7 separate regions of the Mus musculus genome follow, and all the other regions are linked to region 1. A link is a contact called in public ChIA-PET, HiChIP or PLAC-seq and promoter capture Hi-C data. All regions are on one chromosome and are shown on one strand. Each heading gives the region's core, a stretch centred on a gene start, on an enhancer-like site or on the middle of the called end of the contact. The rest is flanking DNA. Distances are from core to core; before and after follow the strand shown.

Region 1 (4,332 bases), core at 926-3,425:
AACTAGCAAATTAGTAATTAGCACTGAACCCCCATCAGTATAAGAAAATTCCCTTTCCATCTTGCTTAAACCAGCTGCACCTTACCTTATGGGTACAAATAGGGTTTGAACATAATTTTGTTTGTTGAGGGCTTATTGTTTACCAAGCAGACATTTTATATAATCTCTTTCTCTTTCCTGGGACAGGTTTCTCTGTGTAGCCCTGGCTGTCCTGGAGCTTGCTCTGTAAACTAGGCAGCCTGCATCTGCTTCCTGGGAACAAAGGCTTACACCACCACTAATTAACCTCTTAATTCCAACGTTGTGGATGTATCTAACCTAATAAGCTACACATAGACAATAGCCACATAATCACATTTTATTATGTGTGTTCTTTTGTTTTTGTTTTTTGGGTTTTTTTTTGTTTTTTTGGTTTTTCAAGACAGGGTTTCTCTGTATAGCCCTGGCTGTCCTGGAACTCACTTTGTAGACCAGGCTGGCCTCAAACTCAGAAATCTGCCTGCCTCTGCCTCCCGAGTGCTGGTTTATTATGTTTAAATGTATAATTTTTAACAAGATATAGCTCAGCTGTTTAGAGCAATTGTCTTTCCAGAGGATGTTGGTTTGATTTCCAGCACCTAGAATATGGATCATAACTATCTCTAACTCCAATTTCAGGGGACCCAATCCCATGTTCTGACCAGGCATGTATGTGCTACATATATACATACAGGTAAAACATCTATATATATATGAATGGTATATATGTATATATTTGAAATACATATTAATCAGGCATGGTGGGTGACTCTTGTCTATAATCCTTGAAATACCACCATTTGGGAGACCAAGGCAGGATGACTGCTGAGAGTTAGCGGTCACCATGTACTGCACAATAAGGCTAGGTTAGTCTGGGCTGGAGTTAAAGTGTTTTAAACATCTAAAAAAAAATTATTTATTTAATGTATGTGAGTACACTGTGCTGTCTTCAGACACCCCAGAAGAGGTCATTGGATCCCATTACAGATGGTTGTGAGCCACCGTGTGGTTGCGGGGAATTGAACTCAGGACCTCTGGAAGAGAAGTCAGTGCTCTTAACCACTGAGCCATCTCTCCAGCGCAACATCTATCTATTTATTTATTTTTTAAAGATATGCTAGTGATTAATCTTTATTTGAGTCGGCCTGTGGTGTCACGTGCCTTTACTCCCAGCACTCTGTGAGTTTGAGGCCAGTATGGTCTACAAAGCAAGTTCCAAAACAGGGAAGCCCTGTCTCAAAAAATCAAAAAACAACAAAACTCCATTACTTTTGCTTAATCTCCTGAGGTTAACATCTTTACTAAGAGGTGGATCAGGTAACTTCTCAACAAGGAAAACCTGATTTAGGTTTCTTATGCCAGAAAATAACTTTTCCTTTCCTATTTGCAAAACCGGTCCGATACTAGTAGCCTTTTGGGCTAGAACACCTCTAACATCCCGTTGGCGTTCAAGGAATGGTAGTTGTTTCCTGCAGAAGAGAGTTGGGAATGCAGAAAGCAGTCCACATTTGACTACATTGAAGTCTCGTGGCCTTCAGCCGAGGACGTTCTGGGTGTCTGGCTCAGCAGCTGGCGGTTGGCGTTTTCCCGCGCAGAGGGCAGGGCGGAGCGCCAGCCTCGCAACGTGGGAGCTAGACCCACTCTCCGCCAGAACTACACCTCCCAGCAGGAACCACGCTGGTTCGCTTGGCAGGTGGCACCCATTGGTACTAACTCGGAAGCTAGCCATAAGATGCTCGAATAAGTCAGAATCAGGAGTTGTACTTAGGAGCACGCTGAGAAAAGGCGGTCGTAGAGAGTGCCTTTGCCGCGCAGCACTCTGGGAGTTGTAGTTCGCCCTCAAAACGTCTAGAAGCCAGGCTTGCTTTGAGTGGCTGCACCATGTCACGTGACGAAAGAGCCGCACGCATCGAGCATCTTGCAGTGTTTCTGAGGTCATCATAGCGCGACCGCACGCTTTAATAGTGGGTTCTCTATAGGCGGCGGATAGTACGACCCTGAAATTCTGACCACAAGCAATGTCACCATCTCCGCCGCCTCCACATAGTTCCTCTCGCTCAGCTCCCAGAGCTGTGTTAGCCAGCCGGGTAACCCCGTTCAATCTTCAAGTACTGGCTCCACCCTCTCCCGTGACGTAGGGATCACGTGACGGGCAGGGCCGCCTCTGCCGCCGCCGCCGCTTTGTAAGAGGCACATTGGCAGGTAACGAGCGGCGGCGGCGGCGGGTCCCGAGTCCAACGAGAGCAGCAGCGGTAATTGTCACCCGGTCCCCTTCATCCTGCCTCCCAGGGCCCTGAACCTTGCAGTGTATGCTTTCTGGACCTGGGCTAAGGTCTTCTGAACTCCCAGCCCCCTTTGGGATGCCCCAGCGTCTACTCGGGTGGATCGGGCCGAGCTTCCCTCGCTGGCTTCATGTTTCCGTAGTGTGTCCAGGCCTGAGCACTCTCTTTCCTCTCCCGCTCAGGTTGCCCTGTGCTTCCTGCTCCACCCCCCACCCCCCATCCTAGTTGGCCGGCCCCACCCAGCCCCAGGGGGCGCCTTCCCCTCCCCCCCCTTTGGGTTTTTATCCTGGAGGGTGTGGTTTTCTCTCCCACCTCGGTCCCTGCACGTTGGCAGGAGCTCCTCCGCCACGCTGTCGCCCCATCCGGACCACCTTTCAGCTTTCTAGTCTGGCGCCTGTCCTGGGACTGGTCTTAGTGCCCAACTTCTGCGCTCTAGTCTCTCCCCACTTAATCTGAAGGCATAGTTCAATTTTACTACTTTTCATTACTGTGGTCTTTGGTGTTAGTTGAAACTCTGTGAGTTTCCTCTTCATGCCCTATTGAAGTCTGGTGGTGTCATAGTTTATTTATTCTTTAAGGTGAGGTAAGAGTGCTTGTGAACTGTAAAGCGTTGTTAGAAATTCAAACAAATTCTTTAGCCTGGTGCGTTCCAGCTCAGTTTTCCTAGTCAGCTCTCCCACCTTCCCCCCTGCATTTTCAGGTTTAGTTACCCAGGCATAGTCAGCTCTCCCACCTTCCCCCCTGCATTTTCAGGTTTAGTTACCCAGGCATGTCAACTGTCACCACTTAGGATTCGTGTTTTCTCTTTGGGTTGGTCTTGGAAGTCTTCCTGCAGTTTTTTGCTTTAACATAATCTCGTAGTTTACTACCACTAATACGCCTTTCTACTTTATTTCCAAGGTGCATAGTCTGCCTACTCTTTACTTTTCTCCAGCAATTGTGTACAGTAACAATTGGAGCTTTTAGGTGATTCTATGAGGTACCCAGAGATCATTTATTTGAAGAGCATGCCTTTTTTTGGGAGGGCGTTTTTGAGAGAGGGTTGCACTACCTAGCCAAGGCTGGCTTTTAACTTGAGAGCCTCTTGTCTCAGTCTCTCTAGCTCGCTCGCTCGCTCGATAGTTTTTACAGGGTTTCTTCATGTTACAACCTTGGCTGTCCCCCACTTGCTTTGTAGACCAGGCTGGCCTTGCACCCATAGAGATCCACCTGCATCAGCCTCCCAAGCACTGGGATTAAAGGCATGAGTCACCATGCACCTCTTGCTTCAGTCTTTCTATGCTGGGATTTCAGTTTGCATGGATTACAGTCAAACACTACTGTGCCTGGTTACAATGATCTCTCTCTCTCTCTCTCTTTCAGTGAATAGTGTTTATATTTATATCTTCTATTGTAAAGTTTTTAAGCTTTTTTTTTTCTTTTTTTTTCTCCTATTAATGGGCATGCTAATACGCCCTCTGAATTGTTTATTTTTGTTGTTGTTTAGTTTTTTTTTTTTTTAACCTCCCTTAAGTTTTTCAAGAAAGGATCTCTGTGTGGTCCTGACCGTCCTAGAACTTGCTCTGTAGACCAGGCTGGCCTTGAACTCAAGAGATTGTCTCTGCCTCCCGAGTGCCAGGCTTAAGGGCATGAGGTACCACCATCTGGTGCCTGTTCTTTTTTTAAGAGTTGGTTTTTCAAATAACCAACACTAAAACAGTAAATAAACCAACAGAGGGGAGGTGGCTATCATGCCTAAGTTCTCCTGTAGTGTAGCTTAGACATCGGGATGGTTCTTTGGTGTGCTCTTTACCTAGTTTAGGAGAGAAATTCTACTCTTTGGAGGTGGTCCAATATATCTTGTCTGCCTTCAGGGCCTTTTGGCTAGGGCCCTTTTCCAGTTGCTATGAGATTTGTCTTACTGGGCAAAGGTTTAGTTTCCCATTCTACACTTGATTGCTGTCATTATGTTCCTGCCTGATTTTTCCTACTTAGGGGTCATTTAAGTTCTGTAATTGATCCTCCCCTCACTCCCAGTGGGTGACCTTTATGT
Region 2 (4,332 bases), core at 812-3,311, 500 kb after region 1:
TTTGTATTTGTGTGTGTGTGTGTGTGTGTGTGTGTGTGTGTGTGTGTGCATGTACTCACAGAGGTCAGAGAGCAACTCTCTGGAGCCTCCCTTCTTCCATCATGTGAGCCCAAAGCATAGAAGTAGTATTGTCAGGAAAGTGGCAAGCATCTTTGCCAGCTGAGCCATCACTTTGGCACTTAAAATTTTAAGCTTTACCTAATCTTTGAACCTGCTTATAAATTACATCCTTTGAAAAATGTAACTTGGGGCTGGAACGATGGCTCAGCAGGTAAGAGCGCGACTGGTCTCTAATGAGATCTGGCGCCCTCTTCTGGTGTGTCTCAAGACAGCTACCGTGTACTTATGTATAATAATAAATAAATCTTTGGGCCAGAGTGAGTGGGGCTGACCGGAGTGAGCAGAGGTCCTGAATTCAAATTCCCAACCACATGATGGCTCAGAACCATTAGTACAGCTACAGTGTACTCATATACATTAAATAAATAAATAAATCTTTTTTAAAAAGAAAAGAAAAAAAAAAAAAAAGAAAAATGTAACTTGAAACGCTACAAGACTGGACCGGGGATCCAGCTCAGTTGCCAGAGGGCTTGCCTAGCATGCAGTCTGGGTTCAGTCCCAAGCACTGCCTGCCCCGGGGTGGGAGAGCTTCTCTGTAGTTCCGGCACTCAGGAGGAGGGTGAGGCTGGGGGATGAGGAGTTTAACATTATCTGTGGTTCCATAGCATTTTGAGTCCAGCCTGAGATACACACGATGGTGTTTCCAATAAAGGAAAAAGCCACAAGACACATGTATTAGCTATGCTTGAGAGACTCAAGCCCCCTCCCCATCTCTTTTTCTGCCTGTACTTCAGATTTAAGTCCATACTGTCCTAATTTTTTATCTCTTTTTAATAAATCCAACTTTGCTTCATACTGACTCATTCTGAAAATCTCTACGGTAAAAAACCAAACCACCCAACAAACAAAAACAATCCAACAAAATAAAACTCAACCAAAACTGTTGGCATTCCTTCTACGCTCTGCCCAACAGTTACCTAGCAACAGCCAGGTAGGCCTGACTCACTATAAAAGGGACAGTTTGGCTTCCCTTCACTCCCTCTGATTCTCTGACTCTCTTTTCTCTCTTACCTCCCACACCTTCTCTCTTCCCCCTCCCTCCCTCTCCCCTTCTCCCTCTCCTTTGTCTCCTCTCCTTCTCTGTCTCCTCCCTCTCTCTGCCTCTACTCCCTTCTCAACTCCCCTTCCCATGTCCCCAAATAATCTCTATTCTATACTAGACCCATGGGCCTGCTGAGGTATCCTCTCCCACCGCACCATTCCTCGCTCTACAAAACATATCCCTGACTCTACAAAACACATCCTAGTCTTTACAAAACACATAAAAAACCAACCCAGTTTCATTTGAGTTGAGGCTGCAGAAGAACTCAATAGGCGTGGACTATGTGTCTCCCCACTGCTGCTGACAATGAGCTTGCCAGAGGACTTCCCCAAACCTACCATGGCAATTGGAGAAACGGAGACTTTGGGCAGGATAGTGGGAATGAGGGCAGAATCTCCCCTCATCTAGCCAAAGGAAAAGGAGAAATCTGAAATGTGTAGACTGAGAACTAATTTTGTGCCCCAGAGCTCCTTGAGATTGTAAGAAAATAATTTGGGAAAGGAGGGCCAAAGATGCCATTTAAAAGACAGCTCTGGGAAATCCCTGTAGAGAAAGTACAGGAAGCTGCTGTGCTCGGGTGCCCTGGTTTTGTTTGTTCAGATCCCAGATCAAAGGATAGCAGAGGGAAGCCTCAGGAAGCCACAAATGCCAGCAAGTCAGTGGTGGGGTAACAACCCTCACATTCCAGTCCCAGCCTGTGGCAAGAACCTTTTCATGTGGCTTTAGTATCACAGAGGCTGAGTGGGCCAGTGGGCCACACATTGTGTTTTGGGGGAGGGGGGGCTAAGACAAGGGAGAAGGTCATGGGATGACCAACCAGCCACCACCTGCAGACACAGGAACAGCGTGCAAGCTCATTGGTGAGAGCTGGGATTGTTAACAAGGACAGTGTTCCCTTACTCCAGACTGACCAGTTTAGACCTCGTTTGAACCTACAGTGCTCATTTCCTCTTTGTGTTAAGAAATAGAAACTGAGGCCGGGCAGTGGTGGCACATGCCTTTAATCCCAGCACTTGGGAGGCAGAGGCAGGTGGATTTCTGAGTTCGAGGCCAGCCTGGTCTACAGAGTGAGTTCCAGGACAGTCAGGGCTACACAGAGAAACCCTGTCTCGTAAAACAAACAAACGAACAAAAAAAAAGAAGAAGAAATAGAAACTGCAGGAAGACTTTGACAGCATCTTAAAAATTGAAAACAATTATGTCTTAAAACCACGTACAGGTGTGTGTTAATTGAATGAAAATGGCTCTCACATGTTCATAGGGAGTGTGACTTTATTTGAAAAGATTAGGAGGCGTGGTCTTGTTGGAGGAAGTGTGCCCGGGGGGATGGGCTTTGAGGGTTCAGAAGCTCAAGCTGGGCTCATGACTCACAGTCTCTTGCTGCTGCCTGCTAATCCAGATGTAGAACTCTCAGCTACCTCTCCAGCACCATGTCTGTCCACATGCTGGCATGCTTCCTGCTATGACAAATAATACACTAAACTTCCGAACCTGTAAGCCAGCCCCAATTAAATATTTTCCTTTATAAGGTTTGCCATGGTCATGGTGTCTCTTCATAGCACCAAAAACCCTTAGACATGTGGATATGAATGTAGGTGCCCAGGAGGTCGGAGGCATCAGATCTCCTGAGGCCTGATGGTTACAGATGGTTGCGAGTTGCTATGTGGGAGCTGGCAATCACACCTGGGTCCTCTGGAAGAGCCACGGGTGCTTGTAAGTGCTGAGCTATCTCCACAGCTTTAAATGATAACTATGGCACATTCTTTTTCAGTGCTAGATGTGCCAGATATGGTTAACATGTTTTACATGTAATAATAATTCATTTGATCCTCAGAAAACTTATTTCATTTTTAATTTTTCAGACAGTTGCCCTGGCTATCCTAGAACTCACAGCACAAGACCAGGTTGGCCTCAAACTCCCAGAGACCTGCCTGCCTCTGACTCCTGAGCACTGGGATTAAAGGCCTGCACCCCCACCACCTGACTCTCAGGAATGATGAGAGCTCCTAACAGCACACCCTGGAATTCCCAGTTCAGCCGCTCTCAGTGCTGCAGCTCACAGGCAAGCAGTGGTGCATAGTGACTGGTTAGGTTCCTTCGGAAGCAAGAGCCTCCTGGAAGGCAGACGATGGGAGGAAGGTAATCAGAGGGTACAAATAGGACTAGCAGAAAGAGATAGAAGGGACCAAACTCCAAGAATAGGCACTGGGGAGCGGAGGGGGTGGGGGGGCTGGGCAGGAGAAGAAAAACAAAATCGACAACAAACTCCACTGAAAACTGCGGCATCTCCCGCAAATCTCCCGCAAAGGAATCCAGGCAGAAGGGATAAACCGCACTGGGGCGTGGTTGCTCGTGATCTTGCGCCTGTCATTTGGGTCTTGCTCTGCAGACCCTTAGGACCACCGGGCTCCAGCGCAACTATGAACTTGGAGCGGGTATCCAATGAGGAGAAGTTGAACCTGTGCCGGAAGTACTATCTTGGTGGATTTGCGTTCCTGCCTTTTCTTTGGTTAGTCAACATTTTCTGGTTCTTCAGAGAGGCGTTCCTCGCCCCAGCCTACACAGAGCAGAGCCAAATCAAAGGCTATGTTTGGCGCTCAGCTGTGGGCTTCCTCTTCTGGGTGATCATTCTCGCCACCTGGATCACCATCTTCCAGATCTACCGGCCCCGCTGGGGCGCTCTTGGGGACTACCTCTCCTTCACCATTCCCCTGGGCACTCCCTAACAACTTCATAAGCTGCTGATCTGTTCTTTCTCCCAGGATGAAGGCTTCTCTGCTCTAGGCTTTCCCTCAGACCCTGAAGACATCTGTTTCTCATTTCCCATCTGCCCCAATAAAGGACCCTAACTTAAAAAAAAAAAAAAAAAAAAAAAAAAAAAAAAAAAAAAAAGAATAGGCACTGGGGGTTGGGCTTTGGTTTGGCTGGTATGGGTTTTTCTGAGACAGAGTCTCACTATGCAGCTGCCCTAAGACTCTCTCTGTAGACCAGGATCACAGAGATCCACCCGAGCGCTGGAATTTAAGTTGTGCAGTGCTAGCAGAGGAGCTCTTCCAGGCCTGGAAAGTGAAGTTCCCTAGAGTTCACTAGGTTCCGGTGTTTTGGGCAGCAAGGAGGAGCCAAGGCTCGCCCTCAGATATGCCTCTATCATGTGTCCTCTCCTCCGGAGC
Region 3 (4,332 bases), core at 1,266-3,765, 480 kb before region 1:
CTAGCCCCTCCCCTAAGCTAACCCTGAAGATTATTACAGCTCCAGGTATTTTCCACCAGGGAGCTCAGGCATTAGGTAGCAATCAGTAACGGGGTCACCAAATCTCTCTTCTCTCAGTCCCAGCACCCATGCGCTGGACAGTTGTTTTAAAGCCAACAAGTGCTTTAAGGCCTCGTAGGGATTCTAGTTCCCTAAGCCGGAACCTAGAAGCCCAGAAACACTATTGGGGCTATCCCAACCCCAAAAGCCTTACCATGCCAGCCCATGGAGTAGGGAAAGGATGTCTCAAATAGATTGTCGTACTTGGTCAAGAGCTTCTTCATGATGGAGGCGAGATCTGGAATCAGAGCCTGATTTTCACCCCCAGGGAAGAGACGCTGGTCCCATCAAGGCCATTCTATCCAGCACCCAGTCCCACTGTCCTACCCAGGAGACTCACCATCACGCTCAGCGGGGTTCAGCTCAGGTAGCCGCCGCACGTGCCGCCGGGGCAGCAGAAGTGTCTGGAAAGGCCACACTGCCCAGAAGGGGACCAGAACTATCCAGTGCTCACTGGTTAGGACCAGACGTTCCTGGACGCACAGAATGGAAGTGAATCGTGCATGTGAGAGGGGGAAGGGCACAGGCCGCAGGGAAACAGAAGGCTCTCACTAGCACCTACCCTAAGCCACCATAATATTCCTTTAGGTGGCTGCTAATGTCCTATCCCCCTTTAAAGCACGTCTCTCTGTGAGGGTAAAAGGTCTGGTCTACCTTCCTGAGGAGCTCTTGGTGACCATATTCCAATAACAAAGGTTTTCCATGCTGGCTGTGATAGGTCTGCTGGGATCGCTCTTCACGCTGGGCGATATCTGGCAGGAAGCTGCTAGCCCAAACCTGTCAAAGGGCAAGCACAAAGAAGAGCAGGCCAGCCCATTATCTCTGAGCCTCCGAATTACCAATGTATTTCTTTTGCCCTATCTCTTAATCTAGTAGTCCTGTCCACAATGCCGGTGGACTCAGCCAAGAAAGCCATTAAGGCCTGTCACATACTTGCCTGGCAGTGGGGATGGGGGTTAGAACAGCCCATCATGGCTCCTTTATTTTCAAAGATCTATTGGGTAGAAAGGAGAGAGATATTCAATAGTCACACAGACATCAAGTCAACCCCTCCTCACCATACCCTGTGGAAGCAGTAATGGTTCTCCCCCAAACCAAAGTTACACCTCCCCCTCACAGACCTGCACCCAAGGGTACTGGGCACCCAGCTCCTCTGTGACTGAGGCCCATGCATCGATGACAGCTCGGATCTCAGGGACAGACATGAGTGGCAGCGTCACATCCGACCAGGGGTGGAAGCACATGACCTTACTAGGTGGTGAGGGAAAAATGACATAGGGAAGTGGATTGGGTGCTAAGGGCAGGGCCCAAGCTCAGGTCTTCGTCTTCAGACCTGGGCTGGAGGTTGTAAGAGGGGAAACCCAAAGTTACCAAACTCCTCTGGCGGCCTCTGCTCGGAAGAGAGGGTGGTCACTGGGTCCTGGAATAAAGGAGTATTACTCTCTGTAGCACAGGTACCCGGGTCAGACCCAGTCTCCCTTCTCCCCAACAGTGGTTAAATTGAGGGTACCTGGATCCGGAGCATCGGGCTGCAGAGCCGGGAAGTCATTGTCAAACAGAAAGGTACCATCATAGTGGGGATTCACCTACTGACAAGAATAGGCTAGAAATACTACCTGACGGAATTCAAGGGCTATCCAGGCTGCAACGGGGGCGAGGAAGGCCCCACTCAAAGGATCAAAATTGCTTGCCCGGAAATGACCCAAAAGGAGGCGCACTGCTCCCCCTTGTGGGCGAAGGGTAGTAATAAGGAAGAAGGATTTTTTTCCTATCCCAGTTGGTGGCTGTGTATTCGGGCTTACCTCCCCATTAGCTCGTGTGGCCCCGGGACACAGAGGGTTGAGTGGGTCGTGGCGGGGCACTGTCTTCAGAAGCTGGGGCTCCACTTGTCCTTGCCAGGGCCGCTTCATGCGATGAGCCGACACTAACACCCACTCGTCCTGGAGCGGGTTGTAGCGAATATGCTGGTGTTCTGGGGAGAGACAAGGATCAGTCAGCAAAACTCCCTGTCTCTCTCTTCCCCGAGTGGCTCTAATGCCCTAGCAGGCCCAAGTACAGGGACGCTCGGTCGGCGCAGTGTTTCTAGAAGCTATAGGCTGGCGGAGGGGAGTTAAAGGGTTAAACGCTTTCCGTGCCACACGGCCTGCAAGCCCCTCCTTCCCTCGCCCGCCACCCTGGCCTCGGGTAGGAGTGCCGACCTTGACTCTGGGACTAGAACTTCCTACGGAAAAGGAAGGCTCGGCTCCGCACCGTAGCGGGTCCAGGCCGCCCAGCAATTACCGCTCGCCCGGAAGGTCGCTGCCATGGCGTCCGCCTCTGAAGCCTGCTGGCGCTGCTCAGGATCGGCTCCGCTATGCGACGTGAGGCCACACGAATTGACCTAAGGTACACAAGGTGAGCGCCCCATTCCATGTCTCCCCCCGCCCACCCTGGATGATTGGCTAGTCGCCAACACGTGACGGTGGGGGCACAGCCTGCCACTTGAGGGCGGGGCTCGGGACCGCCACGCTCACTTCCCCAGGTTGTTTTGATGATTCTCCTGCACACCGGATTGTAGCTACTTCTCTGGAGAGCATCTGTGAAAACTGGTTGCTGTGTCCATTCGTCCCGCCACGGATTCGGGTTGCTTGCACGACATTAGGGCTATTTATTGGAGCATGACATATCAGCTTCACCACTCAAGGACACTCCTGCCAGCAGCCTTTAACTGCCAATAGTCCATCAGAAAGGGCGGAGCCTCGTGAGTGCACCGCCCCCCAAACCGGTAAGAAACCTCTATGGGTCCATTCTCATGTTTTGTGCAGGTAACCACAGGTGTAGTGAGTTCTTGTGTTTGCACATCAGGCCCTGTCCTGTTCAGAAGACATCGTTTTTACTGAGCATCTTAACCGTGTGCCAGGCACCTAGGTTCTGTGTGGAGCATAGAGACGCCCTGTGCAAAGACCAGCAGCATTCTGAACTCATGACCTGGGTCACCTGCGGAGCTGCTGTGTGTGGTTAAGATGCAAGTTGTGGAGAGGGGGTGGAGGTGAGGAACTTGATCATACTATAGATGAAGCCTGCAGCCTGGCCCTTCAGGTATTGCCCGGATGTGTGAGTATTTCACTGTAACTATGCCTCTAGCCTCAGGAGCAGAAATAAGGTTAGATAAAGAGAACTGAGTAAGTATAGGGTGTGGTGGTACACACCTGTAATCCCAGCACTCCAGAAACAGAGACAGTAAACTTACAAGTTCAAGTTCAGCCTGCGCAGTTATACATAACAAGGCCCAATCTATATAAAAGTAAACCAAACGGCCAGTGGTGGTGCACACCATTAATCCCAGCACTTGGGAGGCAGAGGCAGGCAGATTTCTGAGTTCGAGGCCAGCCTGGTTTACAGAGTGAGTGCCAGGACAGCCAGGGCTACACAGAGAAACCCTGTCTCGAAAAAAAAAAAAAAAGTAAACCAAAAGACAGTAATGTGTGTGTGTGTGTGCGCGCGTGTATGCGTTTGTGCATACATACCAGGCACAGTGATGCATTTGCCTATAGTCTCAGCTACTCTAGAAGCTGAAGCAGAAGATCAATTGAGCCCACAAGTTCTAGACCATCCTGGCCAATATAGTGAAGCCAATTTCAAAAACAAGCAAAAGGCCATCAGTATTTGAAGGGCAGAGACAGGCATATCAATGAGTAGCCTGGCTACATAGAACATTCTAGGCTGTTGAGGTTTGGTCTGTTGCTATGTATTATGATGCAAAATACTGGCTGGGGAGGTGGGGAGCTGGAGAGATGGCTCAGGGATTAAGAGCACCAACTGCTCTTCCAGAGGTCTTGAGTTCAATTCCCAGCAACCACATAGTGGCTCACAACCATTTGTAATGGGGTCTGTTGCCCTCTTCTGGTGTGTCTGAAGAAAGCAATGGTGGTGTACTCATATGTATAAAATAAATAAATAAATAAATAAATATTTTAAATACTGGCTCCCAAGGTCTGGTCACTCCCACAGACAAGGACATTCTCATCTATACCAAGTGATGCTATGCATCCTTGCCCCTCAAGTTATCCCTGATTGGTTAACAAAGATGCCTACAGCCTATAGCTGGGCAGGAGAGAAGAAGAGAAATAGGCAGGACTTCAGTTCCCCCAGCTTGAGGGTATATAGCAGAGGGGGGTATGGGGAGGAGAGGAGAGGGAAGGGGAGGGGAGGAGGAGGAGGCGGGGGGGGGGGGGGAGGAGAGGGAGAAGACAC
Region 4 (4,332 bases), core at 535-3,034, 450 kb after region 1:
GCCCTTGGCCTCCTTTTGTGCCAGGTCACAGAGCTTTCACCACGAAGGAGAGTTGATCAGAACTGTGTCTCAGAAGAGAATGAACTAATGGGAACAGGTCCTGTGGTGAAGGAGCAGGGACATAAGATTGAGAAGGATCCCAGGAACGGGAGAGAAGGTGGCAGCTGTCAAGAAATGCTTACAGACAGGGGACAGGCTCATGGCTTCCTTTGCAAGAGGTAGATTTTAGGGAGGCAGCTCCTCCCTGGGCATGTGAGGAGCTCCTCCTCCTCCTCCTCTTCTTCCTCTTCCTTTTTAATAAAAAGGACAGATTGGAACCTGCAGAGGGGTGGACAGAAGTGAGTGTTTGTCCTTCGTGTATTTCAGGTGACTGATCTGTCCCACCTTCTGTGGCTTCCTCCCTGTGTTCTAGTGCCTGGTTTGTTTGACATGTAAAGCTGGCCACCGCAGAATAACAGTTCCCCAAATGACAACATCAGTTCAGCGATGATATAGTTAGGCAGTGGTGAGGTAGAGAACTTTGAGGGGCTTCTTGGCCGCACAGTTTTTTCAGTGCCCTTGTGTGCGTTCCAGAAGCAGGATTTAATCTGCGCGGCTCCCATCCTGACTTGTCCTGAGCATAGTTTTTCTACGGAGCATCTTGCTGGGACTCATGTTTCTGGAACCTATATTGAAGATGTCCAGGGAGCATAGAGTATTGTGAGCCTGGGCTTGCAATCTTGGGTCTCTGCCTGGACCACTTTGTGCATTCCACAGGGTCTTTTCTTCCCTCTGTCCCTGACCATGTCAGAATCTGCTGTCCCTGAGTCTTTTGAGCCAACCACTTTCTTACTGACCCATTTCTCTGACTTCTTCTTCCTGGACAGGAACTCTGGAGCCATCCTAGCCTCAATTCATACCGATACTTTATTGGCCACTATTTCTAAGCTTTTTTTTTCTTCTTTAGATCTTTCTAGCTTGTTCTTTTTGTGTCCCCTCCTTTTCCTCTGGGATCTTATGACCGCCAGCCTTCTCTTTTGAGTCCCTTTTATTCCCCCCCCCCCCTGCTGTCTTCATTTTGAATCTGATTTCCTCTACGGTGATTCGCCCACACCACACCTGCTCCTTCCCTTTCCCCAGTTAGATCAGGTTTAGAAAGAGCCGTGGTAGTCGTATGTCTAAAACCACACTGATGGCAGGTGGCAGAGCTCGGGATTTTCTGAGAAAGTGTTTTCTCATCTGTGCTCACCGGTCTGTACCGCAGTACCCCAGCTCTGGGAGTTTCCTGAAGTGACTGATCACACTAGGGCTGGGCATGAATGCCTTTTCTACATCACCCTGTGTCACCCTTCTTCCAGGAGGAACTGTCCCCTCTGTAGCTGTGGTCTGGTCAGCTAATGCAGTCTGCGGCAGAGAGGCCCTGTGGCTGGCTAACTTCTTCCTTCCCCCTCTCTAGTTGGCCCCATGCTGATTGACTTTAATATTGCTGTGGATCTGGAGCTTTTGGCAAAGAAGAACCCAGAGATAAAGACGGGCGGCCGTTACTCCCCCAAGGACTGTGTCTCTCCTCACAAGGTGGCCATCATCATCCCATTCCGTAACCGGCAGGAGCATCTCAAATACTGGCTGTATTATTTGCATCCCATCCTTCAGCGCCAGCAACTCGACTATGGCATCTACGTCATCAATCAGGTGAGGTTTGGGAAGTGGGACAAGGGAGGTAGAACGCAGGCACACAAGTGTGTGCTCAGTGAGCGCCGAGGGAAGGGAGTGATCTCGGTCTACAAGGATGTGTCAACTCTGTCACTGTTGCTGTCCTTTAAACAGTGCAGCGAGCTAAGTGCCAAGCGGTATGCTCGCTTGTTGATATAGCTCTGTTAGCCAAGAGAAATAGATACGGTGTGCTTGGCCTTTTAAAAGTAAACTTCCAGCAAAAATGAAAGAAAAAGATATCTCCAATGATCGCAAAGTAAAACACTGATTATTTACCATTTTTAGGCTACTCTAGCTTTCTTCCTACTCCTCCTCCTCTTCTGCTGCTACTACTACTACTACTACTACTAATAATAATAATAATAATAATAATTCCAAAACAATCCATTTTTGTTTCAGATTTTTTTTGGCAACTTTGAAATTTATCCAGCTGGGTGGTCAGTATCATTCTTCAGGGACCATCCATAAGAGACCATGTATGTCTCTACAGCCAGCCATGGGTGAGAAGTCTGGGGGAGTCCTATTCTAGAGCCTCAGAGAGTGATATGGACTAGGCTGAGTTTCCTGCTGTACCTCAGATTGTGTGTGTCAGGCTCTCATCTGCTTAGGATACAAGCTGAAAACTTAGCCAGCCTCTATCACCACAACCCAGATTCAAATAGATCTAAAGCGTTTTAAAGGTTCTTTTGAGGCAGGGTCTCACTGTGTAGCCCTGGCTGTCCTGGAGCTCACTTTGTAGACTGGGCTGGCTCAGTCTCACCGAGCTCTGCACCTGCCTCTGCCTCCTGAGTGCTGGGATTAAAGGTGTGCACCTCTGCCACCTGGCTCACAGGCTATTTTAAATTGTAAACAAACTGCTTTGTAGCAAAGTCTTCATCTACCTAGTGTGGGCTGGAAGCTTCAAGGTGGCGGCATCTTACACTTCTTTAAACATCCCTGTAGCAACTGAGGCAGCCCTCAGATATCCTAGCTTCCCTAATGCAACATAAAGCCCCCTGACTTTGATAGAAGCAAAAAAAAAGGGGGGGCTCAAAATGTATGTTGAAGTAAAGGGGCAGTCTTTCCAAAAACACATTTTAATGAAACTTGGCACCTAGGCAGGTAAGTCAGACTCATCAACACACCTAGATTACAGAATATACATGAATTTCAGTATTGGGGACAAACTTGAAAAACCAAAGTTATATTCATGGGGAAAACAGTTGTGCTCATTAAGCATACTGAAGAAAAGTAATGTTTTTCGTTTTTTACTTAATTTCTTTAATATTTTTAAGTTCTTGGTGCATGCCTTTAATCCCAGGACTCTGGAGGCAGAGGCAAGTGCAGAGAATTTGAGGCCAGCCTGGTCTACAGATCGAGTTCCAGGACAGCCGGTACTACACAGTGAAACCCTGTCTCAAAAAACAAACAAAATGGTGTGATTGGATGGATGGTGACTGTTTAATGCTTTTGAAGCTCAGAGGAAGGAGAGAAGGCTGTGCCCCGATATATCTAGTACAGGAGTTCCTAAATGTGTGAGGAAGGCAGATCTCACTGTTCTAGAATCTTCCATGTACTGACACCTTGTGACCTCCGGAAGTGTTTCCTTAGCTAGTCTAGACAGCTATTTTCCAAGAATCATCTCCAGTGATGAGTGTCCTGTGAGTCACGTTTTGGAGAAAACAACCCTAAATTACCCGCCGTCTGCTTCCTCCTTACTTTCCCTGAGATAGGAACTCCCCGTTCTCTTTCTCCCCCACTTGTACCTTAGTATCAGAAAAGGACTCTTTTTTAGGAGCTGGGGGTGTCACTCAGTGGTAGAATGCTTGCCTAGCATCCACGGGTCCTTAGCTTTGAGTGTCAGCCTTGAAGCAAAGAGGAGAAACAGTGTACTACCCTGTCACTGTTCTCTAGAGCTTGCCTAGACCCCAGAGGGCAGGGATAAAAAAAATTCTGCTCTGAGTCAGGGACAAGTAGAGAGAAGAACTGGTCACATGAATAACGCTGGGTTGCAACTAAGCCCCAGGTAAGATTCCTAAGTTCAATAATGTCCTCCCACTGGGCCACAACAGCTCTTCTTGAGGCCATGTATCCTCTTCCTGGCATGTTTCTCAAAGCCTGGTATCCAGGGCTGTAAGTGAGCCCCATAACCTGGAGAGCCACTTCCCAGTCTGTGATCATGGGCAGGCCACAGAAGCCCTTGACTACTTAATAAACACTAGCTGTTATTTCTTTCCTGTCCTTCTTGCCTGTTGCCTCTGCCTGGGACCTTGCTGGTAAATTCCTTATTGTTCTTCCAGCCTCCTGCTTTAGCCCAATGAAGCACCAATATCAGGGTCTTGCCTCCCACCTGTTAGGGCCTCTATGGGGTCAGAAGATAATGAGTAGCCGGTGTGAGTCAGAAGACAGGCTCTCAAGAAGACTCAGGGGTCATGCCTCATAAACTTTTTTAGGAGGAAGGTTGTGTCCTAAGTCCACTGGGTTTCTATGGTTTATACTTGCTGTTAACCTTGTTCAGTGTAGGCCCCTCCAGCCACTATGAAACTTAAAGCTCAGCATGAGTGTTCTGGAGGGGAGTGTGGGAGGTGCTCCCCCATTGTTGCAGAGAGGGGCAAGGGTGTCCTTTGGGGTTCTGTCTCTCCTCTTGCCATATGTATGCAG
Region 5 (4,332 bases), core at 1,078-3,577, 450 kb before region 1:
AGTTTGCAACTTCTGTGACTTATTTAACAACAAAGAGCAAAGAAAGCGTGCACATTCTCTGACCTAAACCAGCCCGGACCTATATATGCTGGCCCCTTTTTCTCCACATCTTCATTCTCTAGGCCAGAGTCTTTGGATGGGAGGAGAGACAACCTGGCTTATCTGCCGGTACCGTCTCTATTGGTCCCAGGTCTAGGGAAGAATCAAATGCAAACACGGGTTGGTTGGACCAGAATGGCATGTTTTTTGTTTTGTTTTGTTTTGTTTTGTTTTGTTTTGTTTTGTTTTGTTTTTCACCAGAGGAGAGTGGAATCCCACCCCCTCGTCTGGCGCTACCTATGGGCTTGGCCTCGGAAGCTACAAGGGAGAAGCTGGCACCGGAAGAACCTCCGGAGAAGAGGGCTGTGCTAATGGGCCCCGTGGACTCACCTCGACTGGGGGCACCCCCCAGTTTCCTGCCCCGTGGCAAGGCTCCCCTAAGGGGTGAGGAAGGGCTTGTTAGAGAAGGGCTTTGGGCTAGTGAGTTGAGGGAAAGTAGACTCTTCACATGCTGAATGCTGGAGGTGGTACAGGCAGGTCCCTTGATAGACAGACGCATAATTATGGTATGGGGTTCAAGTGCAGGAATGAGGAAGGAGTCTAAGTGTGAAATCTGCTTCCCCCCAAATGTGACTTCCCTGCCTTCTTCTGGACAGAAGAGCGGTTGGATGGGCCCCTCAATCTGGCAGGCAGTGGCATCAGCAGTATCAACGTGGCACTAGAGATCAATGGGGTGGTCTACACTGGTATGGGAATTACAGGGTCTATATTGGCATGAAGTTGGCTTTTTCATTGGCATGGGGGATTTTAGATTTTCTCTATGAGCATGACGTTCAGGAGTATCTGAACTTGCTTGGGGGTTTAGAGGATTGTTACATTAAAATGGATTCAAGAGTTTGTCTACAAGGCATGGGGTCCCAGCATGGTCTATGCAGCATGGTTGCCATGGGATGTCTGCTTTGTCACAGATCTGTGAGTATTTATTGCGCACCTACTTCAAGCTACCCACAACGGCATAGGAGCTTCTCACTGGTCAGAGGGACTTGTCCGTGCTTTGTGGGAGTCCCACATTCTCTCGTTTATTTTTTAATTTTACATCTCTTATACCCTTTATCAGGTATCCTCTTTGCTCGACGCCAACCTGTGCCAGCTTCCTTGGGTCCAACCAATCCTCCACCTCTACCCTCTACAGGGCCCCCTTCCAGTACCTTGCCCTGAAAGCAGCTACTGAGAACCAAGAGTCCCAATATCATTGCTTAGGGGGGGAGAAGGCACCCTCCTACCTTGATTCTTTCAGGATGTGACGCCCACTCTGGGATCCAGTCCTGGTTGATGTCAGCATGCCACCTCCACACCAAAGGGATTTATATTACGTTCCATCTACCTCACCGTAAAAGGCAGACACTGTCTCCCTAGCTAATTTCAGCAGCATCTACCAAAGAGCTTTCCCCCGAGAACCCCTATCACTCCGTCATGTAACCCCTATGTCAGTGTCACCTTTGGTACCCCACCTCTTTGAGTCAATTCTGCTCCTTTTCAGGAAGCAGGTGAAGGATTGGATTTGAATGTGAAGATGTCCCTTGGGTTGCATCTGGAAAATAAAATTGTACTTCCCGTGTCTCCTGTGCCTCCTCTTCTTGCTTGGGTCTGGGAGGTGGGGGATCCACAGACTACATTGAGCTGTCCAAGTGGAAGCAGAAGAACAAAGCTCTGAGAGAATAGAAGAGCACTTTTTTTTGAAGGGAAGCAAGCTTTCTCTACATTGTTCCCTGACTGGTCTTGAACTCACTGTGTAGAGCAGGCTGGCCTCAAACTTACAGTCATCCTTCTGTCTCTCCTTTCTCTCCTAGCACCACCACACAGAGCGCGGTCACAAATCAGACTGTTTGGGTGTACGTCCTGACAACAAGAGGCTTACGTACAAATCACTTGATCTTTAAAAGATTCCAAAAATGTATGGTGTCTCTCCCAAGAAGCTGCCTACTGATCTATGGGTATAAACCTATCTTGGAATAATAGGTATATTTATACGCTAACTCTCAGGGAATGGGGGAGGGGAGGAAATCTCTTCGAATCTTGGATTTAGAGCACTAAAAGTCTTGACAACCAAGTCCTGGAAACCAGGGTAGAACTAGGACCCAGAACGTTACCTAGGTAACCAGATTGCTTTGACATCGGTTATTTCCGACATCCAAAGCCTAAACAGTGACGTCACTTCCTACAAGGCGTGACGGTGCTCTCGGATTGGCCAGTCTTCTTATTTAGGCGGACGTCCCACCCTCAGGCTGTTCCGGGTTGCTGCGGCCAGGCTGCAGAAACGATGGCGGCTCTGACCGATGTGCAGCGGCTACAGTCTCGAGTGGAGGAGCTGGAGCGCTGGGTGTACGGGCCGGGCGGGACCCGAGGCTCCAGGAAGGTGAGGGGTCCGGTCTATTGATCCGTTTGTGGGGCAGAGCGGGACAGGAGCGGTCCACTGGCCCTGCCCTAGGGTCGGATGCTACCACTTCTGTCAGGTCGTCCTCAGCCCAGGCTCTGAAATAAATAACAAAGATCTAGAACCTCCTGGTACCAATCGGACCCTTGAGGTCCGTTCCCGAGGGGATTGGGATGGGGGAGATGCTTAAGCCTTTTTAAGATGGGTTCGGTGACAACTTTCACAAAAACTCCGCGCGCTCACAGGCGTTCTAAGGAGACCAGACGCATTTAAAAATTGATTAATGGGAGTTTCAGTAAGAGCTGAAGCCCGCAGTGGAGTGTCATCCTAGAGCCATGCAAAATTAATTGCTAAATGAATTACGCGTAGACAGGAGTCCTAGAGGAGGCAGAGCACAGGTGCTACAGGCTCCAAAGGGTGAGCGGTGAGGTCTGAGCAGGCCCAGAAAAGGAAGATTAGTAATTGAGCCCTAAGTGTCCAGATGTGGGCGAACATCGTGTCTGAATTTTGACAAAAATTTAGAGGTGCCCTAAAATCCCTTTTTACGATGTTGAAACCATTTACTGGAGCGCTTCTGGTAGAATTAAGAATGTTCTGGAACAAAGGTAATGATGTGTCTCTGTATTTTTTTGTAAAATTGTCACCAGCACATTCTGTTCCAGTTTGAGAACCAACTTTTCGAAACACTCTCCCCCTTTGGCATCTATTTGTGTGCCTTCCCTTGTGTGTTAGTCCCTTAAATATTAGTATTCACCTTTTACACAAGCCTTGAGTGAAGTCGTTCATTTCCTCAGCCTCCGGCTCCAGCTGACTCTTGACTGTTAGAATCCTAAGTCCTAGGCAGGCTCGTTCACTGCCGTGATTTCAGTTACTCATTTCACGTCTTTATGTTTCCAGTGTGTAGCTCTGTTTCAGACTTTCCGAGAACCCGATTGATCTTTGTCTACTGGTCTCCTCCACTGGGCTATCCCGCAGACATCTTAAGCTCAAACCCTTAACTACTAACTGTATTCTGCCTCTAAACTGATTCTCTTCTGTATTCTCTACGATGGGGATTGCACTGTCTTTGGGATCCCAGAGTGTTCCGTCTCCTGTACTAGACTTGATGTGGAGGGTATGAGGCTAGAGCTAGGCCAGCCAGTTCGTTCCCCAGCCTTGAGCTAAGAAAGACCTGGGTGAGGGTATTTGCATATATCATGCCCAAATATAGGGGTTAGGAACCAGGAAATATATAGTATGTAAGGATGCCCCATTAAAGCCTAAATTAGTTTATTATCTCCCCAAGCAGACAAATACTCACACCCTATCCTGCAAAGGAGAGCATGATTCATTCCCTCTCACATTAAAGGCACCTAAAGTTGAAAGACCTTCAAAGACTTGAAAGTCTACAGAGAGATAAGGATCCTTCTTCCAGGTCTTCCTTCTTCCTCCTCTCCTCTCCTCTCCTCTCCTCTCCTCTCCTCTCCTCTTCCTTTTTCCCTTCCTTCCTTCCTTCCTTCCTTCCTTTCTCTCTTTTTTTTAATAAAGATTGATTTATTTATTTATTTTATGTATGTGAGTACTGTAGCTGTGCAGATGGTTGTGAGCCTTCATGTGGTTGTTGGGAATTGAATTTTAGGGCCTCTGCTTTCTCTGGTCAACTCCTCTCAGTCCCTGCTCCATCCTGCCCAAAGACTTAATTATTTATTATACATTAAGTGCACTGTAGCTGTTTTCTGATACACCAGAAGAGGGCGTCAGATCTCATTACAGGTGGTTGTGAGCTACCATGTGGTTGCTGGGATTTGAACTCATGACCTTCAGAAGAGCAGTCAGTGCTCTTACCCACTTAACCATTTCGCCAGCCCCTCTTCTCTCTC
Region 6 (4,332 bases), core at 653-3,152, 420 kb after region 1:
GGTCTTTTCCAGAACAGGTTTTGGTGTTGGGGAACTGGAAGAACAATAACGCCTCTTTCTGAGGGGGATGAGGACGGGAGTGGGATGGAGGGGTTAGATTACTGTGTGCGGGACTCATTTGGCTGAGATGATACTGGAAGGTGGAGGGTTAGGGAAGAGATGTGGGTTGGATCCACAAAGTTTTGTGTTATCAGCTTATAGATAATAGAACCACACCTAAGGAACATAGACATAAAAGAGCCGCAGGGACCACAGCCTCAGGACCTCACCAAGGGAGGCGAGGGGCCAGAGAGGGTCGGTCAGGAAGTCACCTGATGAGCAGTATACTTTCTTTTCTTTCTTTCTTTTTTTTTTTTTTTTTTTGGTTTGTTTTTGCTTTTGTTTTTCGAGACAGGTTTTTTTTCTGTGTAGCCCTGGCTGTCCTGGAACTCACTCTGTAGAACAGGCTGGCCTCGAACTCAGAAATGCACCTGCCTCCCAAGTGGTTTTTTTTTTTTTAAATACTTTCTATGATTGCAACCAAATGTCACTCAGCCTGCTTTCTCATCGATGAATCGGAGACAGTTAACAACCCCTATTACATGGCATATATTGGTTAACAACAAACTCTCCAAACATAGGAGTAGCTAGAATTAGCATTCCCCATCTTAAGGTTCTCATCACATTCAAGGATAAATGGGTCTGAGGCCTCGGGGTCAAGACTTCAAGTGCTTAAATCTTCCAGCTTCCACTTTCAGATCAACAAGGTTAGGTAAAGGAACGCGCAGTGACAAAGTTTTTAGGAGCCCTGAGTTCCACAGCTTATCAGCTGTGAGATTTTACAGGCCATTCATTCTTATTCACTCCAAGGCACTGAAATCTTTGTTTACTACATAGTCTGGGCTGGCTCCAAACTCTGGCTCTTCCTGTCTCCGCAACCAGAGTCTGGGATTACAGGTGTTCACGACCGCGCCTAGATTCCAGTATTCTGTTAAATGGGGACTGTGTTCCAGCGCTGTGTACAACGGGCTGTTCTGTACGCAGGCTTAGGAATTAATGCAGTTTTCTGCCAGTCTCATCCCAACAAGCATGTGTCATCTCCATGTGGCATGCACTAGAGGCCATGTTGCACCTAGAACCAAGTTGGGCAGGTTCCTGAGGTTTCCCAATCCTGCAAACACTTATGTGGGAGTAAGAGTAGAGCAAGATGGTCACTTCCCTAGCAGGACTCAATAAGCAGCTCCTCCACTTTAGCCCCCTCACAGGCAGGCGGACCCAGCTAGGGTAAGTGGATCTTTGGAACGCCCCAGAGAATCCGTCCGCTGGCCTCGCGGGACGTCGAAGCCGGTTTCCTAGACGACCTTTCTCCACTCCATTTTCTCACTATCCCAAGGCTACCGCCTGTCCTCTTGTCCTCACTAGCTGCTGTCCCAGGCCCATACCCGAGTCACTGGGTACGTCAGGAAGTGGTGAGCAGCTCGTTGAACAAGAAGCTGGTTTAGAGAGACTTAAGCTCCACGGTGAACGCTAGGAAGAAAAGCTGAGCGCCGCTGGGTATGGGATGCCCGCTCAACCCAAGGCTGCGGTGGGGCTGGCGGAGCGCCACGTTTAGTCCCCAAGTGTCGCGACGCCCTGCAACCCAACCTCCCGAGGGCCCGCCCCTTAGTGCCTGCCCCCCAAGCTCCGCCCTCCCTTAGCTGCCAGAAAAACCCGGCTGAAGGTTCCGCCCCTCAGTCCCCTCTCCGAGCCTTGTCCCTCATGCCCCGCCCCTCTCGAAAAAGACCCGCTTTGCGGCCCCACCCCTTAGACTCCGCCCCCCCAGGTTCCGCGAACAGCCTTCCGAAACCCGGTTGAGGCCCCGCCCTAGGTCGAGACCACGCCCCCTGCTCATCCGCGCTTGTGGTTCCCGCTGATCTCTCCAAAGTCCCGCGGCCAGGGGTGTCGGCTTTCCGCCGCAGGCGGCCGGTGCTGCGCTAGGTCCTAGCCCCCTCCCCCCGGCCCCTCCTTCGATCGCTGTGGTCGGGTAGCGCCTGGCGGGCGGCCTGCGGGCGGGCCGTCCTCTCAGCCGTAGCCCACCCCCTCTTAAAGCCGCGGCGGGAAGATGAGGTTTCGTGAGCAGTTCCTGGGCGGCAGCGCCGCGATGCCGGGCGCGACCCTGCAGCGGGCCTGCCGCCTGCTCGTGGCCGTCTGCGCGCTGCACCTCGGCGTCACCCTCGTCTATTACCTCTCTGGCCGCGATCTGAGCCGCCTGCCCCAGTTGGTCGGAGTCTCCTCTACACTGCAGGGCGGCACGAACGGCGCCGCAGCCAGCAAGCAGCCCCCAGGAGAGCAGCGGCCGCGGGGTGCGCGGCCGCCGCCTCCTTTAGGCGTCTCCCCGAAGCCTCGCCCGGGTCTCGACTCCAGCCCTGGTGCAGCTTCTGGCCCCGGCTTGAAGAGCAACTTGTCTTCGTTGCCAGTGCCCACCACCACTGGACTGTTGTCGCTGCCAGCTTGCCCTGAGGAGTCCCCGCTGCTCGGTAAGACCCAGGATCTGAGGACGTGGACTCCTCGGATTTCCTCAGTAGGGTTCCAGGGATATTATCCTAAGATCTCTTTCAGGACTGCCAGCCACCAGGTTTTGATCAGAGTGCATAATCCCCAAGAAGGGCTTAATCCTCTTTGGGATGACCCAAAGAGAGGTTGGCTGGTGTCTCAAGAGGCAGGGGCCCTGTTGGGAAACCCCCAGGCTCTTACCCCAGCACCAGACAAGGCCCTGGAGACACCCTTGTTCTGGCCCAGGACTCAGGAAGTTTGAAGTTGGGGTCAGTTTAGAGTAGACTGAAAAGGCTGCTCTGCAACCTTCCCTACCTATAGTAGCAACACCGGCAACCTTCAACCTTCTGAGGACAAGACCGACAGTGAGAAAACCACCTCCCCTCCCCACCACCCTCCACTCCGCCTTAGAACAAGCCACTTAACTTTCTCTTTAAGGTTTCTTTCTGGTAAATGGAGATAATAAACCACACGTATTTTGGAGTTGTTTTGAAGAAGTAAATGAAACATTGTAACTAAGAGTTTAAAGAATGAGGATGAACTCTTAGAAAGTTGCTACAATTGTGGGATTTCCTCCTGTTTGTAGGTGCTGAACCAAGGGGCCTTCTGTCTCCCACCCCAAGTTCCTCCTCCTGATGCTTCCTCTTAACCAAACTGAGCAGGGCCCTCTCCAGGGGCAGAGGGCCTGTGTACTCAGGGGACTGACTGGAGGGCTAAAATTAACCCGGTCAATGGGGCTGCACTTTCCTGGAAATACTTGCCCAGCTGATACCAGGCAGGGGGGCAAGTATATGAGTTTGTGTTCCCAGTACTAGGCGACTGGCCAGGGTAGAACTTTGACTGGAGATCACAGGTAGTGCCAGGTTTTAGAGAATGTTTCGCAGAGTGAATCCCATCTCCCCACAGACAGACAGGCAGGCAGCGTGCTAATAGCTCTGTCTCATTCTGGGAAAGCCTTGGCAGAGCAGGCCTTCCTATAGCCTGTTGCTCAATGTCTCCAATAATTACTTCAATGTTTTCACATCAAGTTTGGGAGGAACCTCTTGGAATTGGCCAAACATGAGTAATCGAATTACTTTGGACTTGGTTGTTAATTTGGGAAACAGGAATAGTTCTATGGAAAGTGAAGTAGAACATTAGTCTGACTTCAAGCATGTTATAGTGTTTCTTCCTGTTGTATAAAGTGGACTTGTCTGTGCTTACCTCACAGGGCTATTTTTAGGACTAATTGAGATTGTATATAGAGTAGGCAGGCACTCAGCAAGTAATCAACAATACAGTTTGAGGATGTGAAGTGGCGATTTCTTAGACTTCCACGGAGATGGCTCGCTGAACAACATAGAAGAGGAGGAAGTGACCGAGTCCTCAGACCACAGAATGTCTGGGCCTTTTGCTTTTATTTTTGGTTGTTGCCTGAGCATCATGCAGAAAAAAGACAAATTAATTAGTTAAGTACCCCAGAGCCATGGACATAGCTCAGATGGTGGAAGGCTTGTCTGGCCTGCCCAAAGCCTTGATTATAAAACTGAGCAAACATCAGATCCTATCTCAAAGAGAAAACCAGGTTTATAGTTGTTCAGAGTATAGGTTCTTCCTGCTGAAATATGAGGGACTGTGGTAACTATAGTTCTGTTCAGTTTGGTTTGGTAATGTGGGTTGCTCAATTCATCCTGAAATAGACAGCTCAAAAGGACCTTACTGAGAGAGATCACTTTAGACTGTGGAGTCCAGAGGCCTAGGCCTCTTCTGGCCTGGCTACCTTCATGTGACTTGCATGGGACTGATGTCTAGGTTTCTGCTGAGACCACAATCGCAGAAACA
Region 7 (4,332 bases), core at 1,034-3,533, 360 kb after region 1:
TGGCCGATAACTATTGAGAGAAAAGCGTTTACAAAGGCTGAGTAAGCCTGGTGGTGGAGGTCTTATAATCCTAGCTTGGGGGGCGGGCAGAAGGATTAGAAATCCCAGGTGAGACCCAGCTATATAGCAGAACAGAAATGTCAAACATTTAAAAGGCAGGATGCCCCTTCTCTGGCTCCTATCACTGTCCCTCAGCTCCCTCTGAACCAGCACTCCACAGTTACATGTTCAGGGCCTGTGTAAACTGACCCCCCCCCCCTCCAGCCTTGCTTCTAGGCCTTGCTATCTATTATAGTCCTCAATGTCCCTAGGACGCAAGGGTCCCTCATTGCTCATTGTCCTGAAGCAGTGGCTTCCCTGACTCCTGCAGACCTGCTGCCTGAGATGCCTCACCCCCAGTCTCCTCCTATGAGGTCATAGCATCTCAAGCCCCACCCCCCAGTCTCCTTCTATGAGGTCATAGCATCTTAGGCCCTACCCCCAGTCTCCTCCTATGTGGTCATGCATCCTCCCAAGGCTCAGAAGCTTTCCCTACAGTGGTCCCCCACAGTTCCTTGAAAAAACCTGGATTTGAGCTTTGTCACAAAGACAAATGTTGTCTCACTCACTGGGCCACCCCTGCCTCCCTATGAACTCGTGTTTCTTGGGGCTCCCTGTGACTCCCCATCAATGCCTCATCCAGTGAATATTCAGGAATTGAGCCCTGAAGTGTGTTGCGGGAGAATCCAGAACCTTACACAGTCAGAATTGCTTCCTAGGGGTGTGAAACATTGTCTTTAACCCCAGGCACCCTTGCCTTGACCCAGGTGCACCCTTCATCATTCAACCAAGGCTGGAATCTGAAATGTGTACAAGGACCTTCAAGGCAGGCTGCTTAACATTCCCACTGGAGGAGGAGGTGCTTGGGAAATGGGGAACAGGCATGGGGGAAGGCAGCCTGTGTCTGACCAGAGACTGCAGGCTCCTTCCTAATCACCCAGCTCCCAGATGTGACCAGCACGAGGTGCAGTGCAGTGTGGGGCATGGAGTCAATGGCCCTACGGTCCTGCTGCACACTGCTTTATAATGTGACTCTTGCCTACTTCATCCCAATGGGCTTCTCTGCTTCCCTGTTCTGTTTGTCCTCACCATACAAGCTAGAACATTCTTTAAAGGTTTAACTCCACTCCAAGCCTGACACTGGCTCCCACTTCACTCTGAGGAAAAGGTTCTCACATTGGCTCCCAAGACTTTGTCTAACATAGCTCTCAGCTGCCTCTCCCCACCTCACCTTTCCATTCCTTCCATCCCCCTCCCCTCCTCTCCTGTCTTCTTTCTCTGTACCATGCCCTTCACCCCCCTACAGCCACACAGCACCTCAAACACTCTAACATGCTTCTACCTCAGGGCCCTTGTATTGGCTGGTTCCTCCACCAGAACATTCTTGTCCAAAATACCTTCACCCCCTCACCTTCTTCAAGCTCTCCCCAAACCTGCATCTAAGAGACACCCCCTCCCTGATTTAACACTGCAGTTCCCTCCCAACCCACATCACACAGCTCCATGCTTTTCTTAGCCTTTGCCATATTCTTGTACACTATTCATTGTCTATCACCCACCCACACACCAAGTTTAAGATCTGTAGGGACGGTGCTTTTCTTGTTCTGCTCCTTTCTATGTTAAAGGACAAGAAAAGTATCTGACAGCAGTTTCGAGACTGCTGAGATGCTCCTGGCCTTGAGGAAGTCCACCTCTGGTATATGTCTAACCACCCAAGGCCCCCACTATATGCTTAAGTGGTTGTCTTGGGTCCCCTACTGCACCTTGTCAAAACAGAACAGGGCCCTGAGGGCCTGGAACAAGTCTCTCTTAGCACTCACCACCCCACAGTCAACCTGGGGCCTGACTGTTCCTTCTATCTTCTCAGCCTCCAGTCCATAATTGCTCAAGACATCTTCAAACTGAAATGGCATCCTACTTTACAGACTCAAGGGATGAGAACTTGGCAGGTTCTGGTCCAGAGTCAGGACTGAACCCATCCCTTTTCTCCCAGTGTTTTGCCTACTATGGTAGGATGAATACAGACAGAAGAGCTATGCAGAAAGGCCAGGCCTCACAGGAAGCTCCTGGCCTTGCCTCTGCCCCCACACCCAAGCTCACCCCCTAAGATCAAGCTTCAGAGAGACCAAGTTCTGCCCACTCACCCCTGTCCATGCCAAGGAGGGGAACCAAGGTCAGGGTGACCAGCCACAGATGCATAGCCATGCTGCTTGTGAGCTATGTGACTGCAGTCAAGTGTGGGCCGGGCTGACAGTGAGGTTGGGACCTATTTATTGTGCTGATCTCCACTCTTATCTTATCTGTGACCAGTTGGCAGCTACAGTGTCACCCCGTTAATCTCTTCATCCTGACACCTGGGAAGGGCCTGCTCAAGGCTCAAAGCTGACTTTGTGGTGATATAACGCTGGGCCCTAGGGCAGAGCTGGGGCTGGCAGGTGTCCAGAGCAAGCAAAAAGGGTTTGGACAGGTTGCAAAGCTGCCACCATGTGTCTATTAAAGCAAGAAGTGGGAGGGAGAGGAAGCAGAGAGAAACACAGAAACAGATGACAACAGGGGATGAAAGTAGGGGGCACAGCAGGAGACAGGGAGAGGGGAAGAGAGTCATGGATGCCTCGGCCACTTTGGACCTCACATAAGTGTTTGGTTCTCCTGCTGAGGACTGAGTTTGTGTCTTGGCAGTCCTGGGCAAACGCTTTTCTGCTGATCAACCCCAGTTCCCGTTCAACGTATTGAGACAGGAGCCCACACAAAGGTGATAGTTCTGGCTCAGCTCCTATCCTAGGGCTCCCCTGGGGACAGTGGTGGAGACGGCAGACAGTGCGGAATAAGGTAAAGGGAACTAATTTGAAAAACTTTTTTTTAAATTCTTTTTTTTTTAGATTTATTTACTATTATATATAAGTACATGGTAGGTGTCTTCAGACACACCAGAAGACGGTGTCAGATCTTATTACAGATGGTTGTGCCACCATGTGGTTGTTGGGATTTGAACTCAGAACCTTCAGAAGAGCAGTCAATGCTCTTAACCACTGAACCATCTCTCCAGTCCCCGAAAAGCTTTTTAAAAGGATTTTTTAAGATTTATTTTGCCGGGCATGGTGGCACACACCTTTAATCCCAGCACTCGGGAGGCAGAGGCAGGCGGATTTCTGAGTTCGAGGCCAGCCTGGTCTACAAAGTGAGCTCCAGGACAGCCAGGGCTATACAGAGAAACCCTCTCGAAAAACGAAAAAAAAAAAAGATTTATTTTTATTTTATGAGTATGAGTGTTTTGCCTGTATGTATATGTGGGCACCATGCGTATGTTTGGTGCCTTCAAAGGACAGAAGAGGGTGCTGGATCCCCTGGCTGTAAAACCCTATGCAGGTCGGTGCTGGCAACCAAACCCAGATCCCCTGCAAAAGCAACAAGCGCTCTTAACCAAGCCCTCTCCAGCCCCTAAAACTTGCTTTTATTTTTTTTTAATGTGTTAAACATTTTTTTCTTACATATGTGTCTGTGTGCTTGTGTGTGGGTTTGCACATGTATGAGTGCAGATGCCCGTGGAGCTCAGAAGAGGGCATCAGATCCTCGGGAGCTGGAGTTACAGGTGACTGAGCTATCTCATAGGGGTGCTGGGAACTAAACTTGGATCCTGACGAGCCTGTCACCTCTACCTCCTTTTTTGATACCATGAAGTGGGGACAACTGACTGACAATATCAATATATATATCTCTATCTATCAATATATATCAATATATATCTATACTATCTATATCTATATCACATTATATTACGCCATATAGGGGAGATGGCTCAGTGGCTAAGAATACTGAATGCTCTTGCAGAGGACCCAGGTTCAATTCCAAGCACCCACATGATGACTAACAACCATCAATAACTCTAATTCCAGGGGATCTGAAGCCCTCTTCTGACTTCGTCAGGACACACATAGTACACATGCATATTTGCAGACAAAACATCCAAACACATAAGAGAGATCTAAAACAAAACAAAACAAAAATGACAGCACACTTTACATACTCTATGGCTTAGCCCCCATACCCTGTAACCTCCTCTCAAGAGAACATAACAAGAAAGACATGTTGACCTGGCCATGGAGGCAAATCTCTGCCATCTCAGTGCCTATGAGACTGAGGTAGGATGATGGCCGCCAGCTGTTTCAGCCATCTTGGATTACAATGAAGAATCAAAAATAATGTTGAAGTGGCTCATAGATAAACAAACACACTGGGAGCCCAAGCCTGAGAACTTGCGATCAACACCAGGAATCACACAAAGATAGGAGAGAA

Evidence for each region. Promoter capture Hi-C pulls out the DNA fragments that hold promoters and counts their contacts. ChIA-PET counts read pairs in DNA pulled down with a chosen protein or histone mark. HiChIP or PLAC-seq counts read pairs in DNA pulled down with a chosen protein or histone mark. Capture Hi-C pulls out chosen DNA fragments and counts their contacts.
Region 2: a promoter capture Hi-C map of cranial neural crest shows a contact between it and region 1. The contact joins the enhancer-like site here to the promoter of Ubap2 in region 1. A contact is called at or near these places in 11 of 39 promoter capture datasets (3T3-L1-derived adipocytes, the C10 cell line, cranial neural crest and 7 more) and 4 of 115 datasets of contacts at active chromatin or transcription factors (effector CD8 T cells, embryonic stem cells, memory CD8 T cells and 1 more).
Region 3: a contact with region 1 is called in a FOXA1 HiChIP or PLAC-seq map of pancreatic cancer cells. The contact joins the promoter of Galt here to the promoter of Ubap2 in region 1. A contact is called at or near these places in 6 of 39 promoter capture datasets (cranial neural crest, hippocampal neurons, liver and 3 more), 1 of 115 datasets of contacts at active chromatin or transcription factors (pancreatic cancer cells) and 1 of 9 other capture datasets (adipose tissue).
Region 4: an RNA polymerase II ChIA-PET map of memory CD8 T cells shows a contact between it and region 1, with 359 read pairs. The contact joins the enhancer-like site here to the promoter of Ubap2 in region 1. A contact is called at or near these places in 4 of 39 promoter capture datasets (cranial neural crest, liver, maxillary cranial neural crest and 1 more) and 2 of 115 datasets of contacts at active chromatin or transcription factors (effector CD8 T cells and memory CD8 T cells).
Region 5: a contact with region 1 is called in a promoter capture Hi-C map of adipose tissue. The contact joins the promoter of Dctn3 here to the promoter of Ubap2 in region 1. A contact is called at or near these places in 9 of 39 promoter capture datasets (the C10 cell line, cranial neural crest, embryonic stem cells and 5 more), 1 of 484 Hi-C or Micro-C datasets (CD4 T cells), 5 of 115 datasets of contacts at active chromatin or transcription factors (bone marrow-derived macrophages, craniofacial prominence, epiblast stem cells and 2 more) and 2 of 9 other capture datasets (adipose tissue and liver).
Region 6: a promoter capture Hi-C map of neural stem cells shows a contact between it and region 1. The contact joins the promoter of B4galt1 here to the promoter of Ubap2 in region 1. A contact is called at or near these places in 6 of 39 promoter capture datasets (cranial neural crest, frontonasal cranial neural crest, liver and 3 more), 1 of 484 Hi-C or Micro-C datasets (erythroblasts), 3 of 115 datasets of contacts at active chromatin or transcription factors (embryonic stem cells, microglia and pancreatic cancer cells) and 1 of 9 other capture datasets (liver).
Region 7: an HNF4G HiChIP or PLAC-seq map of pancreatic cancer cells shows a contact between it and region 1. The contact joins the promoter of Spink4 here to the promoter of Ubap2 in region 1. A contact is called at or near these places in 6 of 39 promoter capture datasets (cranial neural crest, hematopoietic stem and progenitor cells, liver and 2 more) and 1 of 115 datasets of contacts at active chromatin or transcription factors (pancreatic cancer cells).

What each region holds. Positions count from the first base shown.
Region 1 is chr4:41,272,978-41,277,309 of GRCm38.p6, reverse strand. Ubap2 (ubiquitin-associated protein 2) reads left to right here and starts at 2,175. Exons shown (of 29, transcript NM_026872.1): 1 at 2,175-2,270.
Region 2 is chr4:40,774,815-40,779,146 of GRCm38.p6, reverse strand. Gm34213 (a long non-coding RNA gene) reads right to left here. Exons shown (of 3, transcript XR_390479.3): 3 at 2,371-2,619. It also overlaps the pseudogene Psenen-ps. Among named protein-coding and RNA genes, the nearest start is that of Gm34213, 4.0 kb to the right of the region's middle. Within about 2 kb of position 2,061, at least 65 of the 459 cell types and tissues checked have an H3K27ac peak or open chromatin away from gene starts, as enhancers often do. A contact at or near this core is called in memory CD8 T cells, where this site is marked.
Region 3 is chr4:41,753,700-41,758,031 of GRCm38.p6, reverse strand. Galt (galactose-1-phosphate uridyl transferase) reads right to left here and starts at 2,515. Exons shown (of 11, transcript NM_016658.4): 1 at 2,380-2,515; 2 at 1,902-2,071; 3 at 1,610-1,685; 4 at 1,471-1,519; 5 at 1,221-1,350; 6 at 1,037-1,093; 7 at 754-876; 8 at 440-572; 9 at 254-337. The coding sequence starts at 2,404. It overlaps Gm42274 (predicted gene, 42274), which reads left to right and starts at 2,260. Exons shown (of 2, transcript NR_155499.1): 1 at 2,260-2,863.
Region 4 is chr4:40,820,778-40,825,109 of GRCm38.p6, reverse strand. B4galt1 (UDP-Gal:betaGlcNAc beta 1,4- galactosyltransferase, polypeptide 1) reads left to right here. Exons shown (of 6, transcript NM_022305.5): 2 at 1,436-1,671. Among named protein-coding and RNA genes, the nearest start is that of Mir5123, 27 kb to the left of the region's middle. Within about 2 kb of position 1,784, at least 80 of the 459 cell types and tissues checked have an H3K27ac peak or open chromatin away from gene starts, as enhancers often do. A contact at or near this core is called in effector CD8 T cells, liver and memory CD8 T cells, where this site is marked.
Region 5 is chr4:41,721,158-41,725,489 of GRCm38.p6, reverse strand. Dctn3 (dynactin 3) reads left to right here and starts at 2,327. Exons shown (of 7, transcript NM_016890.4): 1 at 2,327-2,455. The coding sequence starts at 2,360. Arid3c (AT rich interactive domain 3C (BRIGHT-like)) reads left to right here. Exons shown (of 8, transcript NM_001017362.2): 6 at 301-483; 7 at 696-785; 8 at 1,157-1,654. The coding sequence ends at 1,257.
Region 6 is chr4:40,851,554-40,855,885 of GRCm38.p6, reverse strand. It overlaps B4galt1 (UDP-Gal:betaGlcNAc beta 1,4- galactosyltransferase, polypeptide 1), which reads left to right and starts at 1,902. Exons shown (of 6, transcript NM_022305.5): 1 at 1,902-2,495. The coding sequence starts at 2,081.
Region 7 is chr4:40,918,007-40,922,338 of GRCm38.p6, reverse strand. Spink4 (serine peptidase inhibitor, Kazal type 4) reads right to left here and starts at 2,283. Exons shown (of 4, transcript NM_011463.2): 1 at 2,184-2,283. The coding sequence starts at 2,244.